Linked DNA regions of Mus musculus: all the other regions are linked to region 3. The links are chromatin contacts, called in public HiChIP or PLAC-seq and promoter capture Hi-C maps. All regions are on one chromosome and are shown on one strand. Each heading gives the region's core, a stretch centred on a gene start, on an enhancer-like site or on the middle of the called end of the contact. The rest is flanking DNA. Distances are from core to core; before and after follow the strand shown. Region 1 holds the start of 6430562O15Rik (RIKEN cDNA 6430562O15 gene). Region 2 holds the start of Map1b (microtubule-associated protein 1B). Region 3 holds the start of Fcho2 (FCH domain only 2).

Region 1 (2,978 bases), core at 466-2,965, 600 kb before region 3:
CACACGACATCACCCCAGGGAGCAGTGCAGCCCCGCACACGACATCACCCCACCTTGGCACACACAGTGCAGCTGCACCTCCTGTACTTCCGGCTTCACGGTCATTCAGTTCTTATTTGAGCCACGAGGTCTCCACTTAGGCCTGCTCCTAACTGAGCAGTGAGAATGCCACTGGACAAGATGGTGGAGGATAGGAAGTTCGGAAGTCCCGTCTTTTCATTTAAGTGACTTCCCCTGGTTCCTTTCAACAGATGGAAATCATTGCAGGGATTTCTCACTAATGCTAAACAGCTTTCCAGAGTGCCTGAGCACTGTAGGCCTCCACCTGCTGTGCTCCCCCACAGGTCAGCCCTTCCCTCCTGCCTGCTTACAGCTCCGTCTGAGAGGGCAGCCTGGTAGGGTCAGTGTAGCAGCCCAGAGACTTACTAAAAGCATTAATCAATTTAAGTGCTTCTAGACACAGATCACCAGAGAGTGACATTTAGGACCCCAGCTGCAGCTGAGAGTCACATGTGCTCGCACCCCGAGGTGACTTAGCGTACAGCATAGGATCTGGCAGAACGGCAAAGGGGGCCAGACCGATGGGATCTAAGGAGCAGACTAATTATAAAAACAGACCCAAACAGATGACCTCAGACTAATGAAAAGCAGGCAACAGGAAGAAAATGTAAACTGAAAACCATTTCTTCCTAACATAATTTTCCAGGTAGTCTGAGGCCAAAGAGAAAGCCAGGAAATCTCAACTGTGAGGAGGTTGGCTTTGTCCAAATCCCAGCTCACTGCTGGGTCACATAAGCCGAGACTCTCCCGCCCAGGCCTCCTGTGAGGATAAAGGAAATGGGGGAGGGGGCTTACAGCTGCTAACATAGCTAAGGTCACAGATGGCAGGCTACAAACATGTGTTTCTGTTCTTTCTTGGATGCTCAGACAGTGTCCCATGGCAGTAAAAGGGCTAGAAGCTAGTGAAGACAAAGGTCTCCATCCTCTGAGACGCAACGGACAAAAAACGGCCAAAAGTCAAAAAGCAATCAAAACTGAGTACAACATTTACAAAACCCAGGCAAACCTGACGCCTGACAGTGGCTCAGCAACCTCAGGCAGCATTCAGCAGTGTGGTCATTCTTTTTTTTAATGTTTTGTTGTTGATGTTGTTTTTTCAAGACAGGGTTTCTCTGTGTAGCCCTGGCTGTCCTGGAACTCACTCTGTAGACCAGGCTGGCCTCAAACTCAGAAATCCTCCTGCCTCTGCCTCCCGAGTGCTGGGATTAAAGTCGTGCACCACCACGCCCAGCAAGTGTGGTGATTCTTGTTTTCTTTAAGTTTTATACACTGACAAGCAAAGTTAAGAGAAAGAACTGTGTCTAAGTTCTCTACTCTGCTTTGTCCTTGGGGTATGACAAGGAACATCAATCTTTTTATTCTTAGTTTCAAATTACAGGAGAGAAGCTAAGAATGACTTCCCTTCAGAAGTATTGGGGAGAAAAAACCCTAAAATACCATGGGATCCTGTGCTACGGCAAGGCCTGCCATTGCTGGGTCAGAAGAGACAGACTCACGGGCAGGAGCCCAGCTCTCCTTCCTGCTGTGAAAAGGCACAGTGCAGCAGCAGGCGTGGGAGGAGAATTCTCCCGCTCCTATGATGACATCATAACCTGAAAGTACTTCCTTCTTTTTGTATTAAAGAGACAAGAAACAAAGCAGAGAGCAGGCTCAGGGATTTTCTTCCCTGACACAAACAGCAGAGCATTTGGGACAGAGAGCTCACTGACAGTTTGAGTGCTCAGCACTGTTCTGGAAACCTGTCCACAGGCAGTGTCTCTAATGGCCCTGCTGAACAGCACAAAGCTGCCAGCTAAGCGCCACAAAGGATTCGTGAGTCTTATCTCTGCTGAAGCTGTGACTGACCCAGCACATTTGGTGTAGTGTAGAGAAATGGCTGGTCACTTGCCACCCTGAGTGGGAATCAGGCTGCTGTTGAGAAGCCGCTGGGGTGCCGTGCTGCCCCAGGGAACGGAACCGTGACATCAGCTCAAGCATGAAGTCGTAACAATGCCACTGCTTTCCCAAAAGGCCACGGTCTGTGGGAAGGAACACAACTGCAATTCTTGATGCGAGTTTTTCATGCCTTTGTGTGTGACTGATGCAGGAAAAGGCTCAGTTTCTACTACGAATCACCTGAAAGCGCTCGAGGTATCGGGGAAGCTTGGACTGTTCTGGTTCCTCAGTGTCTAGCTGCTCCACCAGGTTTGCTGAGCCCAAGCCATCTTCACCTTCCTGAGGCTGTGCCTCTGAAGTCTGGACATCTGGAGACGTCACCACCTTCAGGACTCCATCCAGCACATCGAGCTGTAGGGCACAGGAGAGTCAGGAGGACATCTGTTATAGACTTGACTGTGTGCAGGCCAACTTCAAAGTGTGTGTTCCTTGGTTATAATGACTGAGAAAGAGCATTAATGATATCAGCATAATGTGCCATGGGAGACACTGGGTTGAGGACCTCAGGACAGAAATGAAAGCTGAGTGGTGAGCCTTGGCATTTCAGAGTCAAGGCCACACAGAAGAGCATCTCCAAGGGTGTAGGCTAGGCAGCTAGCCAGCTCCCAGGGCTTCATGTCTCTCTGCTCCCTCCCTGCCATTACCGGACGATAACTGCACTCCTGGGCCTGGCTTTTTAAGTGGTTCTGGGGATCTGAACTCAGGTACGTAAGCTTGTGAGACAGATACTTTACCAATAGCCAAGGATAATGGAGAAAAGTGCTATGTAGTCTCTCCATACTACAGGAGGGGTAAATCCACCAAAACTACTTAAGTTTCTATTCCACCGCCGTAAATCCCTTTTGGATGGGGGAGGTGGTGAAGAGGGTGGTATTTATTGATCTGAGCTTGAATGTAAGGGAGCAGACAGCTTTCCTTTCACTTAATGATGTATGAATCAACAATAATCTGATTTTCCATTGCCTTTTTGACAGCCACACTGA
Region 2 (2,965 bases), core at 459-2,958, 700 kb before region 3:
GATGGTCCCACCCACAAGGGGCCTTTCCCCCTTGATCACTAATTGAGAAAATGCCTTACAGTTGGATCTCATGGAGGCATTTCCTCAACTAAAGCTCCTTTCTCTGTGATAACTCCAGCTGTGTCAAGTTGACACAAAACTAGCCAGTACAGCCTATGACAAGTAAATCGTGGGAGTCAACACCTAAGACACTGGGCTATCGGGAAAGTCTCACAATAGGTTTTGTTTGTTCTGTTTCATTTTTAAACAGGGTCTTATGTATCCAGGCTGACCTTGAACTCATCAGCTAAGGATGACCTTGAACTTCTGATCCTCCTTGTCTGCATCGCCTGAGTGCTGGGACTACACTGCCCAGTGCTTCCGGTGCCAACATGGGCGTGAAGTCCACCAGCTAAGCTACAGCCCCTCCAGTTGGTATTTTAAAACTGGTGTATACTCCAGTGTTAAAGGTATATTGACTAGTATATACCAAACTGCTATTTAGTATGTTATATTTAGTATAAATTAAAACTAGTATACACTCCAATATTAGTTATTTTAGATGAAAATAGGCTTTTCCCCCCTATTCCATCTAATTCCATCTATTTTCTCTTCTAAAATGATCCCCAGTCTTCATGATGATGAGGCGCTTGCCCCCCTCTTCTGCCCTAATACAGAAATGTACTCATTAGATTTGTGAGAAATGAATGTTTACGATGGCCTTTAGAAACATTATTAGGAGTTCTTCTAAATATAGACAAAAGCAATAAAAACTCCCAAAGCTACATGTATCTTAAAAGACATCATTGTCACACAAAATAATTTTGCCTGTGTATCCCCCAAGGAACTGAAAAGCACATTATAGTCGCTGTAATCCTGCAGAGACAGTGTCTTCTCTATTCTTTGTTATGCCTGATGCTATCTGTTCAGCATATTAAGAAAAGAAATCTGTATCTAGCATAATATGTCTGCCTCTTCTCATTCATTTCCCATGAGCACCAAAAGCCAGTTCTTTTTTGAGCGTTAGTTAGTCCTTCCAGACTAGACTCCAAAGTCTGAACAAATTAGGCTTAGGTCTTGCAAAGTCTCTTTTAAGCGAAGGTGATAAATATTCCTGTTGTTTAAAAAAAATGGACAAATACGCCTTTCTATATCTACAAGGTCAAAAACTCAGGTTTGTGTTCTTGGGCGGGGTACCCTCAACCCAGCGCCCACTGTGACTGCAGCAATTACTCAAATTCTGACTTCACGTGGATGAGGCACAGGCACAGGCCTGAAGATGCGGAATCTGACTCAGGACATAATCCCGCTCTGAAACAGGAAGTAATCCCCACTCCCCAGGTTGATGGTTTAGGGCAAAGAAAGTGTGTGTATGTAAGGGTGATGGTGCAGAAGGCCCTCGGGTTGCAGCAGAGTTCTTTGGGTCCCCTAGAGCCTGGCTCCTGGCCCTGCCCAGACCATTGTCCACACACCTCGTCCTTCCAGCTTCCGGGCCGCCGGCGAAATGATTTGCTGCAGATGACATCAGCCCTGGGCTAAGGGCTGGAGGAGTGGAGGCAACCACCACGAGGACGTGCCGGGTGGTCCTTTCCTCCTCCTCTTCCTCCCAGGCTCCTAGCCTAGTCTCCATATAAACGGCACCGCCTCCTCGGCCTCTCACTCCCCGCTCCTCTCTTCCGCGCAGGGAGAGGGCGGAGGGGGAGGCGACGCGTGCGCCGGGAGGAGGGGGGACGCAGGGGGCGGAGCGGAGACAGCACCTTCGGAGATAATCCTTTCTCCTGCCGCAGAGCAGAGGAGCGGCGGGAGAGGAACACTTCTCTCAGGCTTGAGCAGAGCCGGCAGGATGGCGACCGTGGTGGTGGAAGCCACCGAACCGGAGCCATCGGGCAGCATCGGCAACCCGGCGGCGTCCACCTCGCCCAGCCTGTCGCACCGCTTCCTAGACAGCAAGTTCTACTTGCTGGTGGTGGTCGGCGAGACCGTAACCGAAGAGCACCTGAGGCGTGCCATCGGCAACATCGAGCTGGGTAAGCGGTCCCGAGGCCCCCCAGGGGCGTGAGTGGGGAGACGCGCCAGCACGACCCCACCCAGGGCGCGACGGCCACCTTGTTCTCCCGCACGCCCCGCACCCACGCCTCTCCGGGCCACCTCCCACACTCCATCTGGACTCTTTTTCTGGGCTAATTTCTAAATTATTTTATTTGAGACCCAGAGAGGGGATCTTTATAATAGCCCTGAGGGATAGGTCACCTGGCTGGGTCCGTGGCCACCGCCGACTTGGCTACCTCCTCTCGTGCTCTTTGAAATGCAGGTGTCAGAGGAGCGGAGGCCATAATAAAACCGCAACCGCAGGCGGAGAAAGGGTGGGGTGAGCCTAGCAAAACCTCTTCTTTCAGCTCAGCTCTCGCCCTAGCCAAAGGCTGGGACCCACCTCCCCTTACCCGAAAACCTGGGGTCAAAACACCATGTGCCAAGGCCCGCATGGAAATCGTCTTTATCACAGTCACCTCGTGCTCCCCGCCCCCGCCAGTCACACACACACACACACACACACACACACACACACACACACCCCTCTGAGAATAGAGAATGCCTTTTCTGACTTAAAACTTCCCGATTCTTTCTTTCCTGGGAATGACTAGGCTAGTCCTTGGGCCACGCCCGTCCCCCCCCCTCCCCCCCAGCCCCCGAGGATACAGGCATGGAACCCGTCTGCGCTCTGTTTCTAGACGAAGCCCAGCCTCGCTCTTGCCCCTGAGGTCCTGGCTGCAGCTTTCAGAAAGGACAATGGGACCCCAGGTTGCGTGGGTGGGCTTCTTTGAAAAGTCTTAGCTTCAGGAGCCATAGCTTGAATGGGAGGAGGAGGTGGCAGGGGAGGGTCAGCTCCTGCGCTGCTGCGCGCACCAGGAACGGGCTCTGCGGTAGCGGAATAGCGGTTCCCGGGGAACCCTGGGCGGGGCTGGGAGGGTCCGGGAGGGCACAGCCT
Region 3 (3,297 bases), core at 583-3,082:
TTTCAGGTTTATTACAACAGCTCCAATTGGTGTTTGAAATTCATCGCAACTGTAGGCTGAGTGACCTGAAGGTTAGAGAGACTGCCAAGTCCAGAAGCTTCGGCATCTCCTTGGTGTCAGGATCCACCTCAGTGATCTCTTGATCTAGGGCTGAGACCTCAGGAACATAATTCTCCTCTCTCTCTCTCTCTCTCCCTCTCCCTCTCCCTCTCCCTCTCCCTCTCCCTCTCCCTCTCCCTCTCCCTCTCCCTCTCCCTCTCCCTCTCCCTCTCTCTCTCTCTCTCTCTCTCTCTCTCTCTCTCTCGCTCTGCAGCTTGATAGAGATGCCTCTCATAGGACCTCTCTGAATCTACTTCATCAGATGGGTCACATAGCCAGCTATCTTGTTCCGAAGTTTCTAGCTGGGGATAATGGAGGTCTCCTCCCACAGGCGCTTGTTACTGTGGAAGCCATTACCCAGGTGTGTGTAGTACTTCTCGATGATGACCTGGGCCGCCTTCTTCACAGTCTTGGTGTGAACTCGGCCCATGTTGGCGGGTCTCAGTAAAAAAAGGAAACTCGGGGATCCTCTCTCGCACTAAGCCTGGTGATATTAGGAATCCAGTACCAGCCGCTTTTGCAGGGTGAGCTTTCTTACTCCTTTTGTTAGAATTTTCTTCTATCTTAAGCACCAAGGATAGCATAACTGGGCTGATGGTTTACAAAACAAAAGCAAATATTTATTTTAAATGGAAGAGTTAACATATACAAGAAAAACAAAAACAAACAAACAAAGGAGAGATTGCTCAGTGGTTATGAGTATTAATGCTCTTGGAGAGGACCCTGATTCAATTCCAAAGTCCACATGGTGATTCACAACTTTCTGTATCTTCAGTTTCAGAGGATCCCACACGCTCTTCTGGTCTTATTGGGCACTAGGCACACACATGGAATTCATACCTAACATGCAGGCAAATCACTCATACACATAGACCTTTTAAAATAGTATATGGAAATAGCATCTTTCCATCATTCAACTACTTGTATGGCCAATCTTGTTCCTCCTATACCCTAGTCTTCTGCCCTGCTTCCACCAAATACTCCTGAGCAGATGCTAGATGTCTTAGCTTTACGTGAATATTTCTGAAAGATATTCTTATAAAGGCACAACCTTTGTCTGGTTATCTTTTGCTATCGACTATATAAAAGATACATGAAAAGTGTTTACATACATCGTTTGGGGAGGCAAATAATTTCCTTTGAAGAAAGTGCTACATTGTCCATGTTTGAAAACGATCTTAGGACGTGCGGTGTTCATACTGTAGTTAAAACTACACTAAATCATCTCTGGAGCTTGACTTCCAACTTGCAGATCTTTGACTTAGCTTAATGAACTTGGGACCTCTAAAGTTTTTTAAACTTTTGGAAAGAAAGGCATGGCGAGGGATTTCTTTTCCCCATCAGGCCGAAGCATGTTAAAACTTGTGTCCTTTCCTCCTGGGTGTACAAACTGGTAAGATTACCACCATGGGCTTTGTGAACAGGCCTGGAAGAGTCGCGTTTCGGGTCACGCCTGCTCTCGGCAGGCGGTCCAGGCCGGCTGGCTCCCTTGTGACCGACTGCACTGCCTGAGTCTTGCAGGCGACACTGGGCGTTCCCTCCCTTTCCGGCCTTGGACAGTTTTGTTTTGGATCTTACTTCCCAGTCAAGGAGAGGCTCCCTGTTGACCAAAGGTTTCCCAGTCTCCTTGGGGTGGCCGGCTGCCAAGTTTCCTTAGTCCCAGTCTGCCAGGACCTGGGACTGCTGGAGATCCTAGAAGGCCAGGACGCTGGACGCGAGGGGGCGTGGCCCTATTAGCTCCGCCCCCCGGGCCTGCGGGTAGCTCGACTCCCGCCAGCCCCGGAGGCTCGCGCAGACTAAGCTCTGTACCATTCCTTGCGAACGCTCGGACCCGGACAGGCTGCGCGCACGCGCACTCGGGAGCGACAGTCAGGCTCTCGCCCCGTGGTGGCGGCGGCCGCGCCTGCCGCTAGGTGGCGCATGCGCCCTAGAGGGCGCGGGCGGTCTCTGGGAAGAAGGCGGCGGCGGCGAGAGGCGGGGGCGCCGTAGGGGCCGGTCCGTGTTTACACAGCGGCGGGCGGGTGCGGACGCGGAACCCGGCGCGGCGGCGGCGGCGGCGGCGGCGGCGGCAAGATGGTCATGGCGCATTTCGTGGAGAATTTCTGGGTGAGCGGAGGGTGTTGGGGACGCCGCGGGCTTCGGTTTCTCCCCGCGGCCTGCGTGCGCGGCGGGCGGCGGCTCCTCGGGCGGCCGAGCGAGAGTCCACGGCCCCGGGGTTGCCCGGCCGAGCTCCCGCGGGCCACGGCTCTCCGGCCACCCGCCTCCTCCGGGTTGGCCACTGCGCGCGGCGCCCGGGCTGGCAGCGCGGCCCGGGAGTCTCGGCGGGGACTCCAGAGGGCCGGCGGCGCCGGGCGGGGACAAAGCGCCGACGGGGCGTGCGTGCGCGGCGTCCGGCGCGGGGAGCCGGGCACCCGGCTGGTCGGCTTCCCGCGGCGCAGGCCCGGGACCCCACGCAGAGTCCGTGCAGGGCCGAGCGGGCTCGGCACTTCCTCTTGGCCGCGCGGCTGGGCTGGTGGGGGCTGCGCCCAGGACTTTGCCTTCAGGCCTGCTCACAAAGCCCGTGGAAGTTGGGTTTCGTGGACCTTCCTCGGGCTCCCCACACCCCTCTAGTCTCCTCGCCGTGTGATTTCGTGCAGTTGCTGTTAGCCGATCGTGGCAAGTACGCTTCTGCCATGAACAGGAAAGTTACGTGTTTACTCAGGTATCTTGGCCGAACTTGGGTTTTCGTGGCCCGACAGTTGCAAATACGGCACCACTTTCATTTAGGTAAGGTGTTGAAAGGAGTCAGCTTTCAGTCATGCCAGCTACTGCTAGCTGAGATTCTTAATTCAGTCTCAAGCACGGGCTTGAATACAATCAGTTCATGGTTATTTGTTTTGAATGTTAATTCGCTTTTCGCAATCATCTGTACTCGGTGGTGTTTTTAAAGAGCGGTTTTATGCATGCACTTAAAGTGTATACTGTGAAGAGTTCCTCATTGTTTTTTTGCAAACATCACCACAGTCAATTTTAGAACAATTTCATAACCTCAGAAAAAATCCCTTACCGGTTAGGAGTCATTCCCAGTTTGCCCCTTGTCTCGGTCCCTAGGCAACCGATCTGCTTCTACAGTTCCGTCCTTTCTGGACCCGGCTCTCTGATGACTATTTCACTTACCATAGTATTTTCAAAGGTAATCCACGAGATAATACATATTAC

What was found. Promoter capture Hi-C pulls out the DNA fragments that hold promoters and counts their contacts. HiChIP or PLAC-seq counts read pairs in DNA pulled down with a chosen protein or histone mark.
Region 1: a promoter capture Hi-C map of stem cell-derived epiblast-like cells shows a contact between it and region 3, with 2.8 times the contacts expected there. The contact joins the promoter of 6430562O15Rik here to the promoter of Fcho2 in region 3. A contact is called at or near these places in 4 of 39 promoter capture datasets (embryonic stem cells, hippocampal neurons, liver and 1 more).
Region 2: an H3K27ac HiChIP or PLAC-seq map of embryonic stem cells shows a contact between it and region 3, with 3 times the contacts expected there. The contact joins the promoter of Map1b here to the promoter of Fcho2 in region 3. A contact is called at or near these places in 1 of 484 Hi-C or Micro-C datasets (embryonic stem cells) and 1 of 115 datasets of contacts at active chromatin or transcription factors (embryonic stem cells).

The regions. Positions count from the first base shown.
Region 1 is chr13:99,411,563-99,414,540 of GRCm38.p6, reverse strand. 6430562O15Rik (RIKEN cDNA 6430562O15 gene) reads left to right here and starts at 1,715. Exons shown (of 2, transcript NR_015515.3): 1 at 1,715-2,699; 2 at 2,970-2,978. Mrps27 (mitochondrial ribosomal protein S27) reads right to left here. Exons shown (of 11, transcript NM_173757.3): 10 at 2,176-2,346.
Region 2 is chr13:99,515,345-99,518,309 of GRCm38.p6, reverse strand. It overlaps Map1b (microtubule-associated protein 1B), which reads left to right and starts at 1,708. Exons shown (of 7, transcript NM_008634.2): 1 at 1,708-2,006. The coding sequence starts at 1,823. It overlaps Gm26559 (predicted gene, 26559), which reads right to left and starts at 1,676. Exons shown (of 2, transcript NR_167891.1): 1 at 1,452-1,676.
Region 3 is chr13:98,813,984-98,817,280 of GRCm38.p6, reverse strand. Fcho2 (FCH domain only 2) reads left to right here and starts at 1,832. Exons shown (of 26, transcript NM_172591.3): 1 at 1,832-2,205. The coding sequence starts at 2,173. Gm34995 (a long non-coding RNA gene) reads right to left here and starts at 1,300. Exons shown (of 3, transcript XR_382806.4): 1 at 1,212-1,300. It also overlaps the pseudogene Gm18134.